3 separate regions of the Mus musculus genome follow, and regions 1 and 2 are each linked to region 3. Evidence: chromatin contacts called from public Hi-C data. All regions are on one chromosome and are shown on one strand. Each heading gives the region's core, a stretch centred on a gene start, on an enhancer-like site or on the middle of the called end of the contact. The rest is flanking DNA. Distances are from core to core; before and after follow the strand shown. Region 1 has its middle 100 kb from the start of Tbl1x. Region 2 has its middle 83 kb from the start of Tbl1x. Region 3 has its middle 27 kb from the start of Gm52433.

Evidence for each region. A called contact is a pair of places that touch in the nucleus more often than the background predicts.
Region 1: a contact with region 3 is called in a Hi-C map of uterus, with 7 times the contacts expected there. The contact joins two enhancer-like sites.
Region 2: a Hi-C map of uterus shows a contact between it and region 3, with 4 times the contacts expected there. The contact joins two enhancer-like sites. A contact is called at or near these places in 5 of 484 Hi-C or Micro-C datasets (cortical neurons and uterus) and 2 of 115 datasets of contacts at active chromatin or transcription factors (astrocytes and fibro-adipogenic progenitors).

What each region holds. Positions count from the first base shown.
Region 1 is chrX:77,408,067-77,411,594 of GRCm38.p6, reverse strand. No RefSeq gene overlaps it. Among named protein-coding and RNA genes, the nearest start is that of Tbl1x, 100 kb to the left of the region's middle. Within about 2 kb of position 2,049, at least 38 of the 459 cell types and tissues checked have an H3K27ac peak or open chromatin away from gene starts, as enhancers often do. A contact at or near this core is called in uterus, where this site is marked.
Region 2 is chrX:77,426,175-77,429,344 of GRCm38.p6, reverse strand. No RefSeq gene overlaps it. Among named protein-coding and RNA genes, the nearest start is that of Tbl1x, 83 kb to the left of the region's middle. Within about 2 kb of position 1,329, at least 12 of the 459 cell types and tissues checked have an H3K27ac peak or open chromatin away from gene starts, as enhancers often do. A contact at or near this core is called in uterus, where this site is marked.
Region 3 is chrX:77,049,632-77,052,978 of GRCm38.p6, reverse strand. No RefSeq gene overlaps it. Among named protein-coding and RNA genes, the nearest start is that of Gm52433, 27 kb to the left of the region's middle. Within about 2 kb of position 2,063, at least 33 of the 459 cell types and tissues checked have an H3K27ac peak or open chromatin away from gene starts, as enhancers often do. A contact at or near this core is called in uterus, where this site is marked.

The sequences.
Region 1 (3,528 bases), core at 800-3,299, 360 kb before region 3:
TTGTATTATTATTATTTTTTAAAAATGTTATACGCATGGGTGGTTTACCTGCATATAATTGAGCCATGTGCTGGCCAGGTATTCACAGAGGCCAGAAGATTATATTGGATCCCTGGGAACTCAAATTACAGATGATTGATTATGAGCCACTATGTGAATGCTAGGAACAAAACCCAGGTCTTTTGAAAGAGTAGCCAGGGCTCTTAACTGCTGAGCCATCTTTCCAGCCTAAATAATAATACAGTCGATAAACACAAGAAACCTTTGACTCAGATTCAATTCCTTATATTTACAGTGCATTTCCTTGTGGAGTTGAGCACTGAACTTTGGATCAAGAACTTGGTGCTGTAGATGGACTAACGTTTTGTTGAAGGAAGTTCTGCTAAATACAGATCTTATATTTTGAATAATTATCTAGAACTCAGAAGGCCATTTTCCAAGCTTGAGAAAGACCCAGTTACAATGTGCAAACTTCATAAATTTTTGTTTCAAAGTTCATTGTGCATGGCAGGCTATGTTCTTTGGAGGCCTTCTGATTATTGGATCTGGTCCTAGAACTTTCTGAGCTGAGTCATTCCATTTCTCTGGGAGCCCTTGTAGTTGATTGTGTAGTATACTTGTCTAAATGAGATATTGGCTAACATGCCAAAAATCTCAACTCCATGTAGGTAGAACAAGATGATAAACATACCAAGAGTGCCAATCTGGTTTGTAGGACTCTTTATCAAGAAAAATATTTGCTTAATTAATTACTTTTTATGTGTGAGTGTACTGAGTATATATGCATGTGTGAGAGTATATGTGTGCATGTGTATGTCCAAGAGTCCATAGGAGAATATAGTGTCCTGCTCTATTACTTTCTGCCTTAGTTGTCTGAGACAAGGTCTTTCCTTGAGCCTGGAGCTATGCCAGTAGCCAGCCAACTCCAAAGATTCTTCTGTCTCTTCCTCCTACACTGCTGGTTTACAAGCACATGTATGGCCATCCCTAGCTTTTTATGTGATGCTGGAGATTTTTTCCTTATTCTTGTACAGTAAGCCCATTTACACAATGAACTACTTCCTCAACCACCATAATATGCTTCTTAGCAATATAAGGTTTACTATATCAGAGTACTCTTGTTTATAATTCAGCTGTTAAAATGCAGTCCATTGCATGTATGCAGAAAATACTTCAGTGTAATCTTTCTCCAATGCAAATGTTTGATGAAACACTTAAAATTTATCCTCAATAAGCCTTCCCAACTCAGCTAACTTAGCTTTGTTTTGTAGAAAAAAATGAACAAACTAATATCCTCTACTTGCAATTTTTTTTTTAAATTTTGAAAAGTAAGTGATCTATTGTAGTTCATAAAGTTGTTGGCTATTTTACATAGTACAGAAAAATTTGGGGAGGTCAATGGACTGTGACTATTCCTTTTATCAGAGCATAATGAGAAAAAGGGACTTTATGAAAGGTGGGAGGTTGGCTCTGAGAAGAAATGTTGAATTAATGCTTGAAAGATCTATGTTCTGTGTTTGCAAATTTAAAGATTATCAGTCACACACACTATATATATATATTGTTTTGTATGTGTGGATGTGTGTGTGTAAGACAGAAAACAACTTTCATGAGATACTTCTGTCCTTCAACCATGCAAAGGCCAGGGGATCAAGCTCAGATACTCAGTCATCCAGCAGCCCCTGAGTCATTCTTAAGCTTTGAGTTATATATATGTTCCCCATGCTTGGATAGAAGTTACATACACTCAGGGACCTTAATACAAAAAGTGGTAGTCCAAGTATACAGTTCATTAGCTGTAGAACACATCGGCCTGTGCTATTGTTCAATCATGAGCGCATTCACATGCAGGAAGAGCTGGGAAGCTCAGAATGTTCAAGCCAGTTAACACTCTCCTGTGTGTCAGATTCCATAAAACCTCCCTCCCACGCAGGGCAGCCTCTGAAGGAGGAATCAGTAAATGCGGGAGAAGAACATCATGCTGCCTCGTGGGTGTTGGCAGAGGCTCCTACCACATCCTCGTGGGAAGCCGCTTCAGAGTCTCAGGGCAGCTCTGTGACGTAAGGCACTTGCCTCATGGCTCATTAAGTACCCCCTTGGAACAAGAACTGTGTGTTCCTTGTATAGTAAGCAGAACACAGGCATAGGCTGCAGAAAATGGCTCTCAGATGATACTGATCCACAGAAAACAAGGCCAGAATTTGGGAACCCCAAATCTCTGTAAATAGGACCAGCTGCCAAATTTTGTTGTTCACTTATTGATTTATTGCTTAGAAAAACAAAGGAATGGGCTTATTTTGTGAATGTCTCTCTTTCTCTGTCTGTCTCTTTCTTTCCCTGTGGTATATATGTGCATGTCTGTGTGTGCCCACATGTGTGGAGGTAAATAGGCGACTGGGTATTTTCCTTGATTGCTTTCCATCTATTTTTAGACGCAGGCTAATGAATGAGATTCAGCTAGGCTCCTCCAGTGAGCTCTGTGGATCCACCCATATCCAAATCTCCCCCAACCCCAGGCTGAGGTGATATTGCTGCACTTGGCTTTTATATGAGTATTGAGGATCTGACGTAGGTTCTCTATGCTTACATGGAAGAGACTTTACCACTGAACCATCTTTTTTTTTGTTGTTTTGTTTTGTTTTTGTTTGTTTGTTTGTTTGTTTTTTTTTGAGACAGGGTTTCTCTGTATAGCCCTGGCTGTCCTGGAACTCACTCTATAGACCAGGCTAGCCTTGAACTCAGAAATCCGCCTGCCTCTGCCTCCCGAATGCCCACTGAGCCATCTTACCAGCTCCTGATAATGAGCTTCATTGTGGTATTTTTCTACCACACACAGACACACACACAGACACACACAGACAGACAGACAGACACAGACACCACCTATTACCCTCCCTTGCTTTCCCTTTCTTCCCCTTCCTCCCTCCAAGTTCATAGTTATTTTATATACCCAATTTTAATATTTGGGGTAACCATTGAGATTTAAACCACCCAGGAGAAAATATTTTTTTTGCAGATTTCCCATTTCTGTTGATTTTTTTGGCTTGGCTTTTCTTCTTTATTAACACTGACACTACTGAACTGTCAAATTTGCCAATGGAACGATGGATATGTGGTCTATCTTGAGGATTTTTTTTGAAGAACAAATAAAACAAACAAACAAAAAGGAAAACAATTCTCCAAATATCCTCCACCCCAAACCAAAGAAACAAACACATCCCCAAGAAAATCCTACTGCAGCAATAAACCACAAAGAGATAAAAAAAAAGTTGGACTGGCTCTTTAACAGGATCTAATAATCATTTGTCTTTAATGTTTCTAAAATAAAACACACAAATGAGATAGGGCAGTTTCTAAGCTTGCTTTCCTCTCTTTGATGGATTCATACACAGGCCCCATTTGCTCTGCCTTCCTTTTCTGAAACTGCTGGAGAGAATTATCTTCTCAGGACATCATATTCTTGGCTCGAGCTGCAACCAGACAGACTGCACCAGCTTTTTCAAAATTCCCTTTGTATCTTTTTCCTCT
Region 2 (3,170 bases), core at 80-2,579, 380 kb before region 3:
CCTTGGTTGCTTTTATGCTCAGAAACATACTAAAAGGTGTCAAGGCTAGGAATATTTGGATTTTGGGGGGAGGGGAGTTGTTCCAACAAGGCATGGCCAGAGGCTAAAATTGGTTGGTACACGCCTTTAATCCCAGCACTCGAAGAGGCAGGGGCAGGGACAGGGGCAGAGGAACAGGGGCGCAGGGGCGCAGGGGCAGGGGTGCAGGGGCAGAGGTAGGGGCAGAGGGGCAGGGGCAGAGGGGCAGAGGGGCAGAGGCAGAGGCAGGCGGATTTCTGAGTTCGAGGCCAGCCTGGTCTACAAAGTGAGTTCCAGGACATCCAGGGCTATACAGAGAAACCCTGTCTTGAAAAACCAAAAAAAAAAAAAAAAAAAAAAATTGGTTGGCATCTCTGTGGTTTTTGCTTTGTTTGATTCCAGTGGTAGTGCTGTAGGATGGTAGATAATTCTAGAGTACTTCTGAAAGTGTGCACATATCAATCTTATCTGAATAGACATCTCAAGGGTGAGTTGAGCATGGACTAGAAAAGAAACATTTTTGGGTTTGTTACTTAGAATCACCTGGGGCACTAGGCTTGATCAGATGAAAGAAAGCAAAGTTGATCTTTTGAGTTCTGGAGCCTTCCACAGTGTTAGTGAACTTTCCCCTTCCATTCATTTTAAGAGCAACATCTCAGAGGCACTTTGAAGCATAAAGGCACATTGTATATTCATTGAATTGTGCCAACACTAACCTATTACTGGAAGCTGCTAGAAATGATAAAATCTGGGCCCATGTGATGATTTTGTCCAGGAATTAAGAGTGCTTGATATTCTTAATAAAGACTAAACTTTGGTTCCCAGACTCCATGTTGGGCAGATCACAACCACTTGTAACTTTAGCTCCAGAGGATCAGTTACCCAAAGAGGGCATCAGATTCTCTGGAATTGGAGTTACAGATGGCTATGACTTCCAGCTGGCCTTGAATGAATGACAGTCCTCTTGCCTGAGCCTCCCAAATGCTGGTTTTTACAGATGTTGTTACCCCTCTTGACTAAAAGATGAGTTTCTTTGGTGTTGTACTAGGCTATCACTCTGATCTGGAGCTCTGGGGTGTCTCAGACAAGGCCAGAGAGCTTATAATAAGCCTCTGCCACAGTAACTTGTTAAAGGAAGGATCCAGGGCCCTTCATCCTCCAAAGATCTGAACTTTCAGTCGAATTCTTGACTTACAGAGTTTTGTTTTTGTTTTGGGGGTTGCTAAGCAAGCACAGGCAAATTCTCTCACAATAAAATTCATCTTCTGAAAACCAAAGATGGCTCTAAGGCAGGGACACTCACTGTGCCAAGTAGTTAAAAGAGAAACGAGTACTTAGATCCAATGCAGCCTGACGGCCACTCAGGAGAGGTTTGACTATGTGAGCCAATGTGTTACTTTCATTTTTCTCTCCTTAGGTCACATTTAATTTAACTTTCTAATACTCGTTACCAAAGAAAACAAAACCTTCTTATTGAAATATTAGCCTCTATTTTGTTGGGATTTAAAATTGTGTTTGGAACCACAATGCATTCTCAACCTTCCCTCTCAATTTTTTTTCTTATTGTGACAAATGATTATTCAAATGAAAGAGCAGTGCAGAGAAATGTGCATCCTAATGACCTAGACACCACCCCAAGTCTCAAAGCAAAGGGCTGCCAGCTGTTTACCAGCAAGCTGCACGGATCTCTACCACCATGCTGGGACATGCCTTGCAGTTCACATGGCACATGGTCGTGGTGGTAGGGAATCAGCTCCTGTTTGTCTCATTTGCTTTACTCCCACTGTGATAAAATAGCACAACAAAAGCAGTTTAAAGGACAAAGGGTTTAATCTGGCTCACAATTTGAAGGCGTAGTCCTGGTGGTGGTCAAGAAGCAGAGCTTTAGGCTGGTGGTCAGGAAGCAGAGACAGATGAATGCTGATTGATGTTCAGCTCACTTTCTCCTTTTTATCCAGGTCAGGACTTCAGCCAAGCTAGATTATCCTCACAGGTGTGCCCAGAGGGTCATCTCCTAGGTGATCCTCAATCTGCCAAGTTAACAATCAGTACTATTCAATGTGCATTGTCCCTCTCAGCTGAAACCTCAGTGCATTCATTTTTTCATTCAACATGACTGTACTGCCACACGTCTATCCAGTAGATAGTATTTTCTGTGTCCAGTGCATACTGTAGAGAACATATACAAGTTGACCAGGCCAGCAGAGATGTCCCAATGGAAACAAACTGAAGTGTTAAGTATTGCTCTTCTCAAAGGCCTGAGATTCACCAAGCTATGCCATCTGCCTTCCTTGGTTGGCATCCAAAGCTGCCAAAGGCTGTTTAAAAAACTGTACAACCAGCCGGGCATGGTGGCACACGCCTTTAATCCCAGCACTCTGGAGGCAGAGGCAGGCGGATTTCTGAGTTCGAGGCCAGCCTGGTCTACTAAGTGAGTTCCAGGATAGCCAGAGATACACAGAGAAACCCTGTCTCGAAAAACAAAAACAAAAAAACCAAAACCAAAACCAAACAAAACAAAACAACAACAAAACAAAACAAACTGTACAACCTGGTGAACTGGTGTTATGGCACAGTTGTGGGAATCAGCCCCAGCCTGAAGAAAGTAACAGTTGTATGTGTCCCTCGGAGCACACTATGTCACCATGGGTATTGATTGTGGCTGATCTACAGTCCCTAGAAACTCTGCTGCAGCCCTCCACAGGGAGGTCATTAGGCTGCCAGTCCTTTTATCTCTTGTGCCTTGTGCCTAGACTCTTATCTGCATCCCTGATCTTTTAATTTTTTAATGCACTTCTTTGACATTTCCTATACATATGTAATGTATTCTGATCATTTCACACCCCAGGTACCCTCTCTTATCTCCCTCCCATTCCTGCTGAGCTCCTTCTTCTCAGCTAATCCCCTCCTTTCATGTCTTTTTTTGTGTAAATCTCATGCAGGTAATTATAGCTACTATGTGACCATGCCGTTCAGAAGGCAGTATTTCACAGTATCCCCCTCTTTTCCTATCATGTAGCTCTTAACATTCTTTTATTTAAAGATATTTATTTATTTTATGTGTATGAGCGTTCTGTTTTTCATGCAAACTAGACGAGCGAATCAGATTTCATGAGCCATGTGGTTGCTGGGAATTGAACTCAGGACCTCTG
Region 3 (3,347 bases), core at 814-3,313:
AGCCTGGATTTCCTCTCTGTGCTTATTAGATTTAGCTGTCAGATTGACATAACCTGGAATCAATTGGGAAGGGAGTCTTAATCAGGAATTTTCTAGATTGAGTTGTTCTATGAGTATGTCTGTAAGGGACCATCTTGATTGTTAATCAGTGTAAGAATATTGAGTCCACTATTCCTAAGGTGGTCCCTGAACTGTATGAGTGAAGAAAGCTGGCTGAGTGTTCTAGCCAGTAAGAATACATGTATTTATGCTCTCTTTATTCTTGACTGTGAATATAAGTCTCTTCTTCAACTTCCCTCCAATAATGGACTATACTAATCTAAACATGAGATGAAACAAAACAAAATAAACTCTTTATTTTGTTGCTTTTGTCAAAGTATTAATCACAGAAAGAGGAATGAAATTGCAACTTTTCACAAGCACTCATTTTAATAACTCAAGCCAATTTTATTTTTGGCTCTCGGAGATAAGGGAACTGATTTACTGCTTATTGTTTCTCTTTTTTATACTATCTACTTCAGCATGACGAATTCACAGGTGCTCAGCAATATGGATAAAGTGTTGAAAGAAGAAAACATATAGTTAAATATTAACTTGAAGGGAAAATATTGAACTAGTTCCCTAGCAATGGGATTTCAGTGCCTTGCTGCCAAGACTTTCCTGCTTCCCTTTCTAACTCAAGGCAGGATGAATTTCAATGATTGTTCTATTGCCTACTCCACCCACTAGCAAATGTGCTTTAAAACATCTCATTTCCAAGAATGATTCAGTACTGTGGCTGTTGACCAACCAATATTCACTCACTTATGATCTCATCCTTGGAAAGAAATCGTTTTGGCTTTTGTGTTTTCCATTGAGGATTTTTTTTTAAGCCCAGCCTATGACAACACATCTTTCTATTAGTTCATATATTATCCAGTCAGAAAAGCCTTCTGGTACACACAGATTTCAATTCCTGTTTTTTTCCATGCTAAATACTAGATTACATAAGAAAAATTTAATAAATCATGTCATGATTCCTTTACAACATTTACTACTCATAAATTAAATAAAAGCCATTTGGGGGCTGGGCAATGTTTCACTGGGTAAATTATTTGCTGCACAGGCATGAAGATCAGCATTCAGAAACCAAGAACCCATGGACATGCCAGGCATGCTTGGTGACCTCCTACAATCTTAGTGCTTGAGGGGTGGTAACAAAGGATCCTCAGAGTGATCTGGCTAGCTAGACTAGCAGAATTTGGCAGCTCATAGTTCAAATTAGACACCCTGCCCCACACCCTGCCTTAATATATATTGTGGAGAGTGATTGAGAAAGTTACTCATTGTTAAACTTCGACCTTCAAAATCACATGTATATATGTGCATTCATACTCACACATGCATACAAACATGTATATATATACAGATGCAAAACAACCCCACTACTCATCTTGTCCTTATTGTAATACATTGAAAGTTGTATTTAAGGTTTCACATCTTTCCATGTTTTCTGCTAATAATTAAGAAAAATCTCTGAAACATACAAATTCCTGTTCAATAGAAAGTAATTGGCCACGGGAGATTATTATCAGCCTGCATTGGAATTTCAGATATCATCACCCCTATTAAAAAAGTTTAAAACAACTAGAAAAATGTTTTCACCTGCTTTTCATAAAAGTTGCACAAGAGACCTTGGGGAGTGCACGTTTATCTCCTAAAATACCTGACCTATTTATTTGCTCTTCTCCCAGCTGTTGTTTTAGCTGGCTCTGGGTTATGCAGCACATGTGCACTCCCCTTAGAAAGCTTTCTGAGGAGATTCATACCAGGATTCATTTGCTGAGCAGTTAGGGTGGTTTTAAAAACATTGCTAGCCAGGGTGGGTTCATTAAATCCTCTGATAGCATCTAGGTCAGTCATTCTCCCACTGCATGCTCTTTGTACGCCTTACTTTCAATGGAAAACAATTACTGTCCCCTCCCTTTCTGTGACTTCTTTATAGCAAGGTCCCCAATGCCAACAGCTGCTGGCAGAGCTGTTTCCAAAGCACTGCACTGTGAACTTGATCCAAGGGCTTTTGGTCTCCATAGCAACCGGGGCAGTCTTGATTGTGTTGTCACCAAGATCACTGAAGCAGCCACAAGCCCTATTATTTCCTTCCTGGAAAATGAGCGTGTAGGTATAAATCTCCTGTTGTGTTTTGAATTTGAAATGTTCCTTAGAGGCTCATTTGTTTGAACATGCTGTCTCCAGCTGAGGACCCTCTTTTGGAAGGTTGTAGAACCTTCAGGAGGTGGATACTTTTTGGAAGAAGTTGGTCACTAGGAGGTGGACACTTTTTGGATGAAGTTGGTCACTAGTGGCAAGACTTGAGGCTTTGTTGTCCAGCCCTACTTCTGCCTATTCTCCTCTTTCTGACTGTGTAGTCAATGTGACTGGCTGTCTGATACTGCTGCCACTATGCCTTTCCAGACATGATGAAATCATTCTCCCACTGCAATCAAAATAAACCCTTCTGCCCATAAATTGCTTCGTGTCAGGTATTTGGTTACAGAAAGAATTAAAGAACTAATAAGTCTCCTTTGCAGATGTATGTTGTGGTAAATAGTTACTTTGTATACTCAAAAATTCAAGGAAATGTTGGTACCTTGGAGGCAATTGGCTGGAGTCATAGGGTTATGTGAAATTCAGCCTAGATTTTTTGTGAATGTTTGGATTTGAACTCATGTCTTCAAGCTTGCCTAGAAAGTGCTCTTACCCACTGATCTCTAGCCCCAAGAACTTTTACCTAATTTTAAGCTCTTCCCCAACACTGAAAGGAAACAGCGTTTAATGTATTTTCATATAAATCTAACCCATAGATTATCCACTCCCATGTTTATAGTCTCATTTTATTTATTTCTGTGGGGTTACATTTAGAAGTAATTTAACAAGATTTGTGACAAGGTATCTGAGCAAGACCTTGTGCTATTGATCAACTGTCTAGGTGAGGAGCTGTCAGAACAGTGATGGATTGATAATCTATATATTCATGCTCACACAGTGTATTCTGGCCTTCAAAGATATTGGGGGAAAAAGTTTGCCACAACCTCATTTGCTGAAAGCCTGAAATATAAGCTGATGAGTAATGCTGGAAAATAGAAAATGATCATTTGATTTAAAGGAAGGAAAGCATTCCACAGGCTCTGGGACAACACACTCAGCATGGTTTCAATTGATAAATTTAGCTTCCAGCTTGATTGTTTTATTTTTAAAACACAATAGTATTTAGATGGTTCTTGTTAACCACATTATCTATGATAAGTAGATAAAAATACACAATAAATCCAATTTTTCCCAGATGGAAAAGAATATGCACATTATTA